Regions from separate parts of the Mus musculus genome. Here regions 1, 3 and 4 are each linked to region 2. The links are chromatin contacts, called in public promoter capture Hi-C maps. All regions are on one chromosome and are shown on one strand. Each heading gives the region's core, a stretch centred on a gene start, on an enhancer-like site or on the middle of the called end of the contact. The rest is flanking DNA. Distances are from core to core; before and after follow the strand shown. Region 1 holds the start of Atf6b (activating transcription factor 6 beta). Region 2 holds the start of Zfp101 (zinc finger protein 101). Region 3 holds the start of Pbx2 (pre B cell leukemia homeobox 2). Region 4 holds the start of Pknox1 (Pbx/knotted 1 homeobox).

The links. Promoter capture Hi-C pulls out the DNA fragments that hold promoters and counts their contacts.
Region 1: a promoter capture Hi-C map of pre-B cells shows a contact between it and region 2, with 3 times the contacts expected there. The contact joins the promoter of Atf6b here to the promoter of Zfp101 in region 2. A contact is called at or near these places in 2 of 39 promoter capture datasets (liver and pre-B cells).
Region 3: a promoter capture Hi-C map of pre-B cells shows a contact between it and region 2, with 2.7 times the contacts expected there. The contact joins the promoter of Pbx2 here to the promoter of Zfp101 in region 2. A contact is called at or near these places in 2 of 39 promoter capture datasets (liver and pre-B cells).
Region 4: a promoter capture Hi-C map of pre-B cells shows a contact between it and region 2, with 2.0 times the contacts expected there. The contact joins the promoter of Pknox1 here to the promoter of Zfp101 in region 2. A contact is called at or near these places in 2 of 39 promoter capture datasets (erythroid cells and pre-B cells).

What each region holds. Positions count from the first base shown.
Region 1 is chr17:34,645,629-34,648,895 of GRCm38.p6, forward strand. It overlaps Atf6b (activating transcription factor 6 beta), which reads left to right and starts at 1,518. Exons shown (of 18, transcript NM_017406.4): 1 at 1,518-1,688; 2 at 2,032-2,111; 3 at 2,591-2,669; 4 at 2,949-3,040. The coding sequence starts at 1,586. Fkbpl (FK506 binding protein-like) reads left to right here. Exons shown (of 2, transcript NM_019873.3): 2 at 1-1,189. The coding sequence ends at 675.
Region 2 is chr17:33,392,626-33,395,942 of GRCm38.p6, forward strand. It overlaps Zfp101 (zinc finger protein 101), which reads right to left and starts at 2,012. Exons shown (of 4, transcript NM_009542.2): 1 at 1,863-2,012. The coding sequence starts at 1,883.
Region 3 is chr17:34,590,722-34,593,879 of GRCm38.p6, forward strand. It overlaps Pbx2 (pre B cell leukemia homeobox 2), which reads left to right and starts at 1,538. Exons shown (of 9, transcript NM_017463.3): 1 at 1,538-2,053; 2 at 2,851-2,924; 3 at 3,146-3,158. The coding sequence starts at 1,833. Gpsm3 (G-protein signalling modulator 3 (AGS3-like, C. elegans)) reads left to right here. Exons shown (of 4, transcript NM_134116.5): 3 at 21-220; 4 at 449-1,033. The coding sequence ends at 586.
Region 4 is chr17:31,563,035-31,566,421 of GRCm38.p6, forward strand. Pknox1 (Pbx/knotted 1 homeobox) reads left to right here and starts at 1,739. Exons shown (of 11, transcript NM_016670.3): 1 at 1,739-1,854.

The sequences.
Region 1 (3,267 bases), core at 268-2,767, 1.3 Mb after region 2:
GTGTTGGCTTTGGGATTTCCTTTTGGATCTGGGATGCCAGAGGGCTGGACAGAACTAACCATAGGCATAGGACAATGGAGGGAAAAAATGTGGGGGGAACTCATGGAAAAATGCCTGGAGTCTATGCGTCAAGGTGAGGAGGCAAAGATTCACCTTCCTGGATCCTCTGCACCTCTTGCTAAACTCAGACTGGATTCCTTCACCAATGGCCGGGACTCCTGGGAGATGGAGGCTATGGAGAAGGAGGCTCTGGCCAAAGAAGAACACAGAAGGGGTACAGAACTGTTTCGAGCTGGGAACCCTCAAGGGGCTGCCCGATGCTATGGACGGGCTCTCCGACTGCTGCTGACGTTGCCCCCACCCGGCCCTCCCGAACGAACTACCCTTTATGCCAATCTGGCTGCCTGCCAGTTGCTGCTAGGACACCCCCAGTTGGCAGCCCAGAGCTGTGACCGAGTGCTGGAGCGGGAGCCGGGCCATTTAAAGGCCTTATACCGAAGGGGGGTTGCTCGGGCTGCCCTCGGGGACTTGGAAAAAGCCACTGCTGATTTCAAGAAAGTGCTAGCAGTAGATCCCAAAAACCGTGCAGCGAAAGAGGAGCTGGGGAAGGTGGTCATTCAGGGAAGGAAACAGGATGCAGGGCTGGCTCGGGGACTGCGCAAGATGTTTAGCTGATTAAAGGAGACAGGAACCCGCGAACTGTGGTCTGTGTTGTGGAATTTTCAAGGGCCCCGAAGGAAGTTGTTTGAACTCGTATCTCGTTCTGACCTACAGGGAGTTAGCGACGGTGTCAGTGAGCCACTTGGTGGAGGGAGTCCCGGGAAGCGTATCCACCTCCGAGGATAGGAGAGGTTGTCTATTTGGGACTGGCTGTGGCAAACGCCAGAACTTCCGGATGTCAGGGAGTTGCATCCCAGGGAGGTGGAGTTACAAGTGGTTGCGTGTCGCCAGGTGTGGGTGCTGAGAATGTAATCCAGACCCTTATAAGAGCAACAAGCACTTTCCTTTTGGGTGGGAGGGTTTGAGACAGGGCTTCTCTGTGTAACAACCCTGGCCGTCCTGGAGCACACTTTGTAGACCAGGCTGAGATCCGCCTGCCTCTGCCTCCTGAGTGCTGGGATTAAAGGCGTGCACCACTACCGCCTAGTCGCAATAAGCAATATTAAACTGCTGAGCCATCTCTTATCCTAAATGCTGGAACTTTGCTCATTCGTTTATTCATTAATAATTCATTCATTATGCGTGTGCCTTCATGAGTTTATGGGCACCACATGGGTGCAGATGTTTGCGGACAACTGCTCAAGCATGAACACTCTAGCCCAGATGCCGGAACCCTAAGTGCTAGGAACTACATTTCCCACAATGCTAGTTTCTGGGGCCTGTACGGCGCACGCACAGTCTCGCCTGGATCGGTAAAGCGGCTGACCCGTGCCATTGGCCCGGCATGCACAGTCATTGCTCCTTCGTGTCACGTGTTCACCAACTAAGCCTCTGACTGGTCATCAGGACTTCCGGGACGCCGGTTTTCCTCAGCGAGCTCATGGATTTGCCGCGGCCGGGAGGAGGCGGGCCGGGGAGCCGGCTCATGGTGGGGGGTGGGGGGAAGATGGCGGAGCTGATGCTCCTCAGTGAGATCGCCGACCCGACGCGCTTCTTCACCGACAACCTGCTGAGTCCGGAGGACTGGGGTGCGCGGAGTGGGGCCCCGGGGGAGGAGCGGGCTGAGGCTCGCCATGGGCCCGAGGCACGCGGGAAGGCAGCAGAGGGTGAACGAGGAAGGCTGGGCGGACGCCGAGCCCATCCTCCGAGGGAGAGCGCAGCGGGACTCGCGCTTCCCCGGGATGCGGGAGGAGGGAAGACCTTGGTCTCCCGTGGGAGCACGGGGCTGCCCGGGGTCAGGGGAGAGGGGCTGGACGCCTTAGGGTGTAAGGCTGAGCGAGTGGGCGGGCGGTGGGTCTGGCCCGGCCGAGCCAATGAGGGATGGAGCCGGGGCTGGCGTGCCACCCTCCTGACACGCGGGCCTCCATGCAGACAGCACCTTGTACAGTGGCCTGGATGAAGTGGCCGAGGAGCAGGCACAGTTGTTCCGTTGCGTGGAGCAGGATGTCCCGGTATTGCTACCTCAGAGTTTCTCTTATGACCCTTGGTGGTGGGAGGGCGACCCCAAACTTGGAGTCATTGCCAAGCCACAGAGCTCATCAGGGTGTCACCCCTGCTCATGTTAAACTCGAAAATTTCGAGGAGAAAGACCAGTTTCAAAAGTCCATTGGTCTAATTGGCTCAAGTTTTATTTTAGAGGCGCACCCGGGACTAGCCAACTAAGTCAGGATTTTAGAGAGCAGCCCCTTCTGGCCTTTTGGGATCCTTCTTATGGGGTACAGATAAAAGACTGACAGCTGTGTGTCTACAGGGGCGAGAATAGGTGGTTAGTGGTTGTTAGTAAAATACAACGAAAGCAAAAGAGAAACATTTTTTTCTGTAAACTATGGAGCCTTGACACAGTGGGCGTCTTAATTTGCAAGCTGTGTCGCTCCTGTTTTGCTGTCGTACTTTCTCACCTTCCTGCCCGCTAATATGTCCCACTGCTTAGTTTGACAGCAGCTCTCTGGATGTGGGGATGGATGTCAGCCCCCCTGAGCCCCCTTGGGACCCTCTACCCATCTTCCCAGGTAAGGCGCCCTTAGGATTCCCCTCATCTTTCCAAATGCCCTTCTCTTCCCACTGCTTCCCAGAAACTAACATCCCTGTGTGCTCCTCCCTGTGATCCCTGGGGTGTTGTCTGCCCTTACTCTCCTGCCCCACCTCAGCACCACGCTACAGGCAATGCTAGGCTCTGCTCCTCCGTTACTCATTTCTGCAGTGTTGGTTTGGCACAGGCAAGACATGGTCTCAGCCCCGAGCCTCGTCCCCAGCCTCCCTGCTTACCTCGGAACTTTTCTCCCCCCCAGATCTTCAGGTGAAGTCCGAGCCATCCTCTCCCTGCTCGTCCTCCTCCCTCAGCTCAGAGTCCTCACATCTTTCCACAGAGCCCCCCAGCCAGGTGAGAGCCATCTCCCCTCTGGTTCTCTGTGGCTCCTCTCATAGGTGCTGAGGTACTGTTTGTGTGCTGTGAGTCATGAGGCGGGTGGCAGTCTCTTTTTAGTCACCGTCCCCTCGCTTTCTGCCCTTCTGGTCTGGTTGTATAGAAGGGAAGACAGGGGCCTTTTGAACATGCAGAGAGACGGCAGGTGAAGGGCTTGGGAAAACAGTTGATGAACGGCTGAGACT
Region 2 (3,317 bases), core at 762-3,261:
GGAAACATGTTACATATCTTTTCTGTCAGGCGAAATGTTCACATAATATATATATATATATATATATATATTCATTCTACAAAATTGAGTTGGTGTTGAAAAGATAAACATAATTGATAAACCCTTAGCCAAATAAAACAAGACACACATTAATGAAATGGGAGCTGAGGAAGGAGGCATTCCAATAGACACCAAAGAAATTCAGAGAATCATGGTAACATACTTGAAAATCTTATATCTCCAGGTTGTGTGTGGTGGCGCACGCCTTTAATCCTAGCACTTAGGAGGCAGAGGCAGGCTGATCTCTGTCAGTTCAAGGCAAGCCTCATCTATATAGCACGTTCCAGGCCAGCCAAGGCTACACACAGTAAAACTCTGCCTGGAAATAAAAAAAATTAGTATGCATTCCATGCTTGCCACTAAGCAGTCAATGACACACATGCTGCTAAAGAGAAAATCCTGGGATCTTCCTGCCAGAATCTAAGGGAGAAAAACTGTACAGCAGGATGAGCACAGGGCTGACTCTGTAGAATGTTTACTTAGTATGGAGACGCCCCCCCACCCCCACCCTCGGTCCCAGCACCAGCACCACATCAAAGCAAGTGTGCTGGCTCATGCCTTGAAATCCTAAAACCTGAAGGCAGGAGGATCCCAAGTTCAAGGTCATCTACATATGGAGTTTCATGATAGCCAGGGATCTATGAAACCCGGTTTTAAAATAAAAGTAAAAGTAAAAATAAATGAAGCCGAAGAAATGAGTCAACAGGCAAAAGCAGTCGTCAAGCATGCGTTGTGACCTGTGTTTGATCCCTGAACCCAGGGAATGGACAGGAGAACCAACTCCAACCCCACAAGGGAGTCCTTTGACCTGCACAGTATATACTATGGCACGGGAGCCCAAAGATTGGCTCACCACACATGAACAACACTAATAAAATTTGAAATGTTTTGTGCACTCAAACCAACTCTCAAAAAAATACCTCATCCAGAAGATAGAAGACACGTATGTTTTTCTCCCAGATGGCCCCTGTCCACACTTTCCCTAGTCGCAAATTACACTGTCTAGAAAAACGATTTACATAAGGGCAAAGGAAACAACCGAAGATGTTAATATTTTTCTAGAGGACTGTAATCTTGGTAAATACTAATTAAGGAGCCCACCTTGTAGGGCATGATGGTGCTCGCATCTAAACTGCAGTTCTCAGGAAGCAGAAGCAGGCAGATCTCTTGAGTTCAAGGTAGGCCTGGTCTACGTAATGAGTTCCAAGAAAGGAAAGAAGACAAACAAACACACATTACAGGCAGAGGCAGGAGAATCTCTGAGTTCGAAGCCAGCCTGGTCTACCAAGTGAGTTCCAGGGTAGCCAGGGCTACTGAGAAACCCTGTCTGAAAAACAAAGAAATCAACCAATCAAAAACTCACCAGCACCACTGCCACCAAAAGCACATTACATATTCCTTCTCTTTGGAGAAGCAGCCTAGAGCAAAACTAATACAAAATCAAGGAGACCTCAGAAAACAATAAAGCAGGCCAAACGCAAGTGCAAGGTCAGACCAGCAGTAACGCTCAACACCCACGTCCTTTCACTACACTGACCAGACCGCATCACCAACCCGTGAGCGCTGCAAAGTCTGCAGGGTGCAGGACCACCGAGCTCATTCCCCATGATAGCCAAGGGACTGGGATAAAGCAGTTTTACAGCGACAGGGCAGGAGGAGCCTCCGACTCCTGGCTCCGCCGGTGCCAAGCTCCACCTCGAACTGCAGCACAGCGCCAGAGGAACGTCGGGTCGGCGGTGCCAAGCTGCGCCAGGCTACGTCAAAGCCGCGGCCCACGACTCCGGGAGCAACCGTGTACTCACCATTTCCAGCTTCGGACGCATGCGGGGGTCCTTCGGAAGAGCCTGCCGACAAAATAGGTGGCACTGACTGAAACCAGCTGTCACAACACCTCACAAAAGCTACACGGGATTCAAAAATGGAGCCAGGGGCAGAAACTTCAGAACATCCGTGTTCCTCATTTGACAGTTCCAGCAAGGAAGTAACAGCGGCTCTGATTGGCGAAAGATGCTGGACCCGCCTTCTTATTCGTGAGTAGCAGGATCAACAACCTCTCCCATACTTGACGCAAATGGGGAAAAAAAAAAAAAAAAAAAAGATAGAGCAACACCCAATCTTAACCCAGACGTTCCGTTTGGAGTAAATATGTGGGATCCTTGCATTTAAGCACGACGCCTTCTGGGATTTTAGTGCACGCACTCGCTTTGTCGTGTACTCAGTGGGCTTCTACTGTTTCACATAAAATAGCGCTACAGATTGGCTCTGGACATCCCAGACTCAGTGTAGGGAAAGGAAAACCCATGACCCCAAACAGAGAAGGTTACCCGGTCAGGAGAGGACAGTGCCAATAATGAGTGCCAACTTAAGAATCTGAGATGAGGCAAATGGACTTTTGCACCTATATTTTTTGAAAGTTAAGATTTAAAATGTTGATTGAGCCCCAGGTTTGAAAGAAACCTGTACAAATATGTTAAAGCTTTGTCTGAAGAAATAATATTTTAAAACACGTTTGATAAAGACATATGCTTTTGCAAATGTCTCTTCTTACAGGCTTTACTTGGACTACTTCTGGGTATTGAACATTATTACTATAAACCAAGCCAAGAGCAGAAAGCAACATATATGAATTAATAATGTAAATAGAAAAAAACTTGTAAGCAAAGAAGAGGCTTTCGCTCCGGTACTGGTTGGCCTTTTGTCGACTTGATGTTAGTGGGGGTCATCTGAGAGAAGGGAACTCAACTTAGAAATGCCTCCATTAGATTGGCTATAGGCAAGACTGTAGAATATTTTTGGATTAAAGAATGATGTGTGTGTGTGGGGGGGGGGGGGTTTCCAATCTACTGTATTAATGCATACTTAGGTAGATAGGCCTAGGCTGTATAAAAAGGGAGAGTGAACATGCAGTATTTCCCCATGACCTCTACTTCAGTTCCCACCTCCAAATTTCTTCTTGAGTCCTGTGATGATTATTTTTCTGGTTGTCAACTTGACTCTGTTAGTCATGAAATCAAATCTGGGAATGGAGGACATACCTGTGAGAACTTTTTGCTTGCTTTGGAGTCGGTGATTCTGCTTCAGGTCTGGACCTTTGAGGTAGGGAGTCCCAGGCCTTTGAACCAAACCTTGAATCAGCTCTAATCTAGGCTACAGGCTTTGCTAGAGCTGGACGAGGAAGCTTCTGCTCCTGCCTGCTTGCCCTAGCCTTGCTAGCATGTCCATTCCTTCACTGGCATCAGAACCTTACTTTTTAGGGA
Region 3 (3,158 bases), core at 288-2,787, 1.2 Mb after region 2:
TCCTCCTTCCTCTCCCATAGCCCTAGGGCCCCGTTCTGGCTCCCTGCTCTCCCTGCAGACTGAGCTCCTTCTGGACCTAGTGGCCGAAGCCCAGTCCCGCCGCCTAGAGGAACAGAGGGCCACCTTCCACACCCCCGAGGCCCCACCAAACCTAGCCCCAGCCCCACCCCGGCTTCTTGAAGACAAAGAACAGCTCTACAGCACCATCCTTAGTCACCAGGTAAGGCACATCCCACCCCACATGCATCCATGGAGACAAGACCCAGGTCTCCTAGCTGGCCTTCTGCCTGAGCCCTAACTTCTTTGTCCCTAAGCATATGTCCTTTGGTAAGCCTCTAGTCTCCCCATCCCCATCACAGATTTCCTATCTGCCCCACACCAACCCTGGCCTCTCTTACCCAAAACCATTATGGGCTACCAATGCCCTTTTCTCCCTCCACGTTTCTAGTGCCAGCGGATTGAAGCCCAACGGTCTGACCCGCCCCTTCCCCCCGGGGGGCAGGAGCTTCTGGAGTTGCTGCTGAGAGTTCAGGGTGGAGGTCGAATGGAGGAGCAGAGATCCCGGCCTCCTACACACACCTGCTGAGACCGGAGCTCCTCACCAGTCCCTTCTCTCTGGGACTCAAAGCTGGGACACTCCCCGAAGGTCTTCAACCCTGTTTGGCAGGGGTAACCAGAGATGGAAGACCCGGCTAAAATTGCTGTATTTACCACCCACTTTCCCTGGGGACTGGACTTGGGACAAGTACTCTAACCATGAAGATAAGCAAGGTAGGGTGGACACAACTCCCGAGGACAGTTAAAGAGTCTCTATCCTGAGCTGTCAAGCTACTAAACAGGGTGTGAGGGCTGCGGCCTGCCCCTGCCTAGTGAGAAAAAAAGGGAAGAGTAAGACAATTGTCCAGCACTAGCAGTCTCAGGCCCCAAGGCAGAGGGGCCCAGAGGCGGTGAAGCGACTCTTACCCCGCCCCCACCCTGCTGCTGAGTCTGTCTGATGTTTTGGTTGTATGAATAAACATAATTCCCCTCTGGACTGAAGACTGGTATCTGGGGGTGTGTGTGGGGGGGTGCAAGGTGGGTAGGTGAGGCCTGGGGCAGCCGCTCTCAGCGATCTGGCCAGAGGCCAGCTCCCCTCCCTGGCTGGTTAATTACTGGCTCATTAAGCAGCGGCTGGAGACCTCCCTAATCATCTCCCCCAGCCCCCAGTCTCCCGGTTTTAATTAAGTCGAACAAGGAGGGGAGTCATTAGAACAAGAAATATGAACCGAGCTGTCGGAGAACATTCCAGAGGCCGGAGTCCGCACCACCCGACCATGGCCTCGGAACCCAGGTGGCCGAGACACCCACCCCAGCGCCCTTTCGGCCAGCGCCGAGGCCAACCCAGTCTCTCCCCGGCCGCCCGGCCGCTCCCCGCCTCCACCCGCCGCCGCCGCCGCCGCCTGGCCTGCGTCTCCCCGCCCCCGGCTCCTCCCCGTTCCTCCTCTCCTCCCCTCCTCTTCCTCCCGCTCCCCTCCCCCAGCCGCCTCCCTCGTTCCCCCTTCTCCCTCCTCCCTCCTCTCGCACACACACCCCCGCTTGGGCCTCCTCTCTCTCTCTCTCTCTCTCCGGCTCCATTTTCTCCGCCGCCGGGGGCCGGGGTCTCCTGTGGGGGTGCCCAGGCGGCACCCCGGGTCTCCCCTTCAGTGCCGGGGTGAACCCCCGAGGGGAGCCGGGAGGCGGGTTGCCGGGCGGGGTTGGGGCGGAGGGAGCAGCGGCCCCAGCGAGTTTGGGGGGGAAGTCACCCGGCGGGGGGAGGGGCGAGCAGGGAGGGGGCCTCAGGCCCCCCCCCAGCTATGGACGAGCGGCTGCTGGGGCCGCCTCCTCCGGGCGGGGGCCGTGGGGGTCTGGGGCTGGTAGGTGCGGAGCCCGGGGGCCCTGGCGAGCCTCCCGGTGGCGGAGACCCCGGTGGGGGAAGTGGGGGGGTCCCGGGAGGCCGAGGGAAGCAAGACATCGGGGACATTCTGCAACAGATAATGACCATCACGGACCAGAGCCTGGACGAGGCCCAGGCCAAGTGAGTGCCCCCACCCCGGGACCCCGCTCACAGCTCTGAGTCCTCTGCAAGCCCCCCTCCCCCAGGGCCCTCTCTGGATCTTGCAACTCTTTTCTTTCCTTAGTTCTAGTGTTCTCTCAAAGCTTGCTTTGCCCCTAGGCCCTAAAGCCTCCTCCACAGAGCGAACCCCAGGTGGTCTCACTCCCTCCTAACCTTTTGCTGACCCCTACAGTCAACTCTGGCCCATCTCTTGGCTCCCAGACTTAGAAACTGTTCTCAGCCAAAGCTGTCTTCCCTAACTATCCGGCTAGCCCACCCCATTCTCCGCGTACGGATCCAGGATCTCCACACATTCCCTTCCACGGAGGTCGGGGCCTCCAAGAGTCCTCAACAGCCTTCCCCCTGCTCAGCCCACACATTCTGTACTGAACTCCCAGGTAGCAGGGCACCCCCCCCCCCACCTTTCTCAGGCCCCCTACCGCCTCACACTGACAGCCTCCGGTTCTCTACTCCACAACCTACCTAGTCACCTTTATTTCTTCAGTCATCTCTAGATCCTTGCTCCATCTTTTTGCTTGAACCATCCCTCTTAGCCTCAGCCCGCCCATAGTGACTTTAGCCCCACTGCCTGCATCTTCTGCTTCCTGTGACCCTGCCGCTTCCCGAAGCTATGGCAGCTGATCTCAACTATCCCTCGGACTCCACTCTACCCCGATTCCCACTTAACCCCCTCGCAGATTATGCCCCCACCTTGCACCCTGGCACCCCTCTCGTCTTTCTCCTGCCTGAACCCTTTCTCTCCTCCCGTTCCTCCTAAGGAAACATGCCCTAAACTGTCACCGAATGAAACCTGCCCTGTTTAGTGTCCTGTGTGAAATCAAGGAGAAAACTGGTACGTAGGTGCCCCTCTGATGCTCACTTCTGGGAGCAAGACTCTGCCTTAGGGCTTAGAGTTTGACAACTTGAAGCCTTGAGGAAATTGAGAGCCACGGAGGTTGCATGAAAGGAAGTGGGGAAGGGAAGCCCTGGAGCCCTGGGACCGAGGATGGAGCTTTGACCGGGGATGGGGGTGGGGGGTGAGGGGTTCCTTAAGTCTGTTTGCCTGCCTGCTAGGCCTTAGCATTCG
Region 4 (3,387 bases), core at 489-2,988, 1.8 Mb before region 2:
AGGCCATGATGTGGAAATAAAAACCAAATAAGCCTTTCCCAGGTTGTTTTGGTCGGGGTTTTAACACAGCAATGGAAAGCAAAACAGGATACTCTCTTTGGTTAATCCCTGCAATTTTTTTTTTTTGTTTTGTTTTGTTTTTTGTTTTTTCGAGACAGGGTTTCTCTGTATAGCCCTGGCTGTCCTGGAGATCACTTTGTAGACCAGGCTGACCTCGAACTCAGAAATCTGCCTGCCTCTGCCTCCCGAGTGCTGGGATTAAAGGCGTGCGCCACCACGCCCGGCTAATCCCTGCAATGCTTAATAACTTTGTTCTTTGAGGCAAGGTCCCTATGTATTCCATATTGGCTAGGACCTCAAAAGGTAGATAAGAATGAATTTGACCTTCTGATCTTTGTGCTTCGACTACCCAAGTGCTGAGATAACAGGCATATGTCACCATATTAAACCTGGTAAGGTTTAATGTGTGTTGGGGATCCCACCTAGGGTTTTGTGTATGCTAGGTAAGCACTCTTATCAGCTGAGCCATATCTTCAGCTCCCAAACCCAGTTTTTCAAATTTTAATATTGTTGTTGCTATTGTATGTGGACAAATGTGTGTGCATACCACACATGTGTTGGTAGTTGGTTTTCTCCTTCCACGTGGGTTCTGTGGTGAACCGAACTGTAGCTACAAAGAGAGTGATGCCTTGGGGTGTCTGTGGAGCCTTGAGGACACAGGAGGGTGTCCTACCAAACACATGCTGCGGCTTCCTCAGGCCCCTTCCAGCCAACAGTCCTGGGGTACAAGGCTCCTCCTGAGGAGTGTGGGGTCATCAGAACCGCTTTAATCTGTGTACGGATGAGAAGCACCGATCACACACTCAGGCGGCCACTGCATAAAACTGTTGCCTAGACAAGCCAGGCAAATTGAGGGCCTCTTTCGCTCTGTCTTTTACTTCGATCAGTGAAGCCACGGGGCCCGGGGTACGCTGCTGCAGATGATCTGGTTAGGCAGAGCTTCAACTAGAGACAACACTGTCCAGTCCTCCTAAGGAAAGGTCTCTTTCTTTCTTTTTCTTTCTTTTTTTTTTTTTTTTTTTTTTTTTTTTTTTTGGCCTGGAGTCCTAACGGACCAGATGTCAGACCGCAGTCACTTCACGGTCAGTCAGGAGACTGCATCCATGGTTAGATCCCAGGGCAAACATCTCAAGCGCTCAGTCCTTCGGTCTTTAAAGATGAACGCCTACCTCCTCGCGCCTACCCCAGCTCCAGAACCTTGATTGCGAGGCGCCGCTCAGAACGAAGGGCTAGAGCCGGGAGGCCCAGAATCGCGAAGGTCCTCTGATGGTACAGCCCGTACTCCCCGCCTGAGCTGCAGATGGTTCCACCCAGTTCCACAAACCTTTATCCGAAGGGAGGGAGCAGACGAGTGCGCAGAGGAGGCGTGGTCTATAGCTCTCTGGGCCACGCCCCACGGCGTGGTCATGAAACATAAGCTCTGCCTCTGGGGCGGGGCAGGCTGCTACTGGCGCCCGGGCTGGGCCGCTGGGTGGGGCCTGGCTGAGTGCGCGCAGCGGGGCGGGACCGGCCTCTGCCCCGCCCCGCTTGGGCCCTCCCCCGCCCCCTGCCTCGCCCCCGCCCCACCCGCCCCGCCCCCCGCCCGCCGTCGCGCTGGGCGGGGGCGGGGCCCGGGGTCGGCAGGCCCCGCCCCCGCGGTGAATATTGATGCGGCGCGCATCGGCGTCGCCCTCCTCCCATTGAGCGAGGCTGTGTCGCGTGGCCCGGCGTCGGCGTGACGGTTGGACGCGGGCGCGGCACTGCGGGTCCCGATTGCTGCAGCCGCTTGTCAGTGTGATGAAGATTGGCACCCAGGTAAGCTGTCACTCAACCGCTCCGCCGCCGCCGCCGCCGCCGCTCTCGCTGCCGCCGTCCCTATCAATCACACCGGCCGAGGCCGCCGCTGCCGCCGCCTCCGCCGCTGCCTCTTCCGCCGCGGGCCAGGCGGGCGGTCGGGCGGGCGGTGCCCCGGGCCGCACTTGACCCGCGCCCGGGGCGGGGGCGGGGGCGGGGGGAGGGGTGCGCCGATGGGGGGAGGGGGCGCTGAGGCCGCGGCGCGGGGGCGCGCCCGGCTTGTTTTCCTGTGTGGGTTCAGGGGCGCGGAAATTTCTCGAAGGCGGCAGGGCCTCCGCGCTGGGCCCGCTCGAAGCGCGCGCCTAACCGTCGCTCACGGAGTGCAGCTCGCGGCTGCGGGGGCGCGCGGGCCGGCGGGGGCGCGCGGCGGCGGGCTGAGGGCCGAGGGCCGAGGCCCGGGGGCGGCGCGGCAGGAAGATGGCGGCGGGGTCGGCAGCCCAGAGGGGCGGCCGGAGCCGGTGTGGGGCTTCCCGGGGGAGTCCGCGGATGGTGACAGCGTGTCGCGCGTGTCCACGGCCCGTCGGGGAGAGCTTCTCGAGGAGCGCTTGGTCCGCTGTGCCTGCTCCGTGTGTATCTGAGAAGGGAAGCGGTGCGGCTAGGAGCACCGAGCCCGGCGACGTCGCGGCTCCAGGCTCCGGAGGCCGTAGCCTGCGCGGTCGGTCCCACCGCGCCAGCCGGGAGCGCGCGGGCCACGGGGGCCAAGATTGAGCACACATCAGGGATTCTGGATAGTTGAGACGTGGGTGTCGGCTCGACAGGGAAGCCTCTTCCAGAAGTGACTTGTTTTTGTTTTATTTTATTTTTTTTAAAGATGTGGGTGATTTCCACTAAAGGATGGAAGAACACGCCTCTAAGCAGGCCTCCTGTCATAGCACTAGAAAAATGAGCTTTCCCTAAACACTCCAGGGAAGGATTTGACTGAGGCGGGAACGCGTTGCTAGCACGCTTTTTGTTGCTCATTCGGTGTCCAGGTGAGGCAGGCAAGAGTCCCTAAACCCTCCCAGCCTGTGCGGGCCATCCCGTTGGCAATAGCGCGCTGAGTCTTAGATCCACCATTGTGTGAGGTACCGTTGAAGCTTAAGGTTCTTCCTGGAGAACTTTGGCCACCAGGGCACCAGGAGTTGATGCTCCTTAAGAGAGACCCCTGTGCTTTAGGATAGAACAAGGATGGCTGGGAAGATAGCTCGGTTCCCCCCCCCCCCCCCGCCCCCAACCAGCTCTGTGATTCAGGGGGCGGCAGTTTACATTTGGTAACGTTTCTGTGGCCTTGTATCCTAACTTTAGGAGGTCCTGATTGTGAATTGTGGAAACAAAGTCACTGTAGGAGTAGTAACATTCAGTTACAAGCTTCACTTTGGCCCTGCACAGTTAAAACCAGAACTGTTGAGAGGAAAAGAGATTTGCCAAAGTTCGAAGTGTGGATCCAGGAGCTGAAACTTTCCCAGGGTCAAAAAGAGTACCAGTCATGTTGGAATAGCTCTCAAAAATATCTGA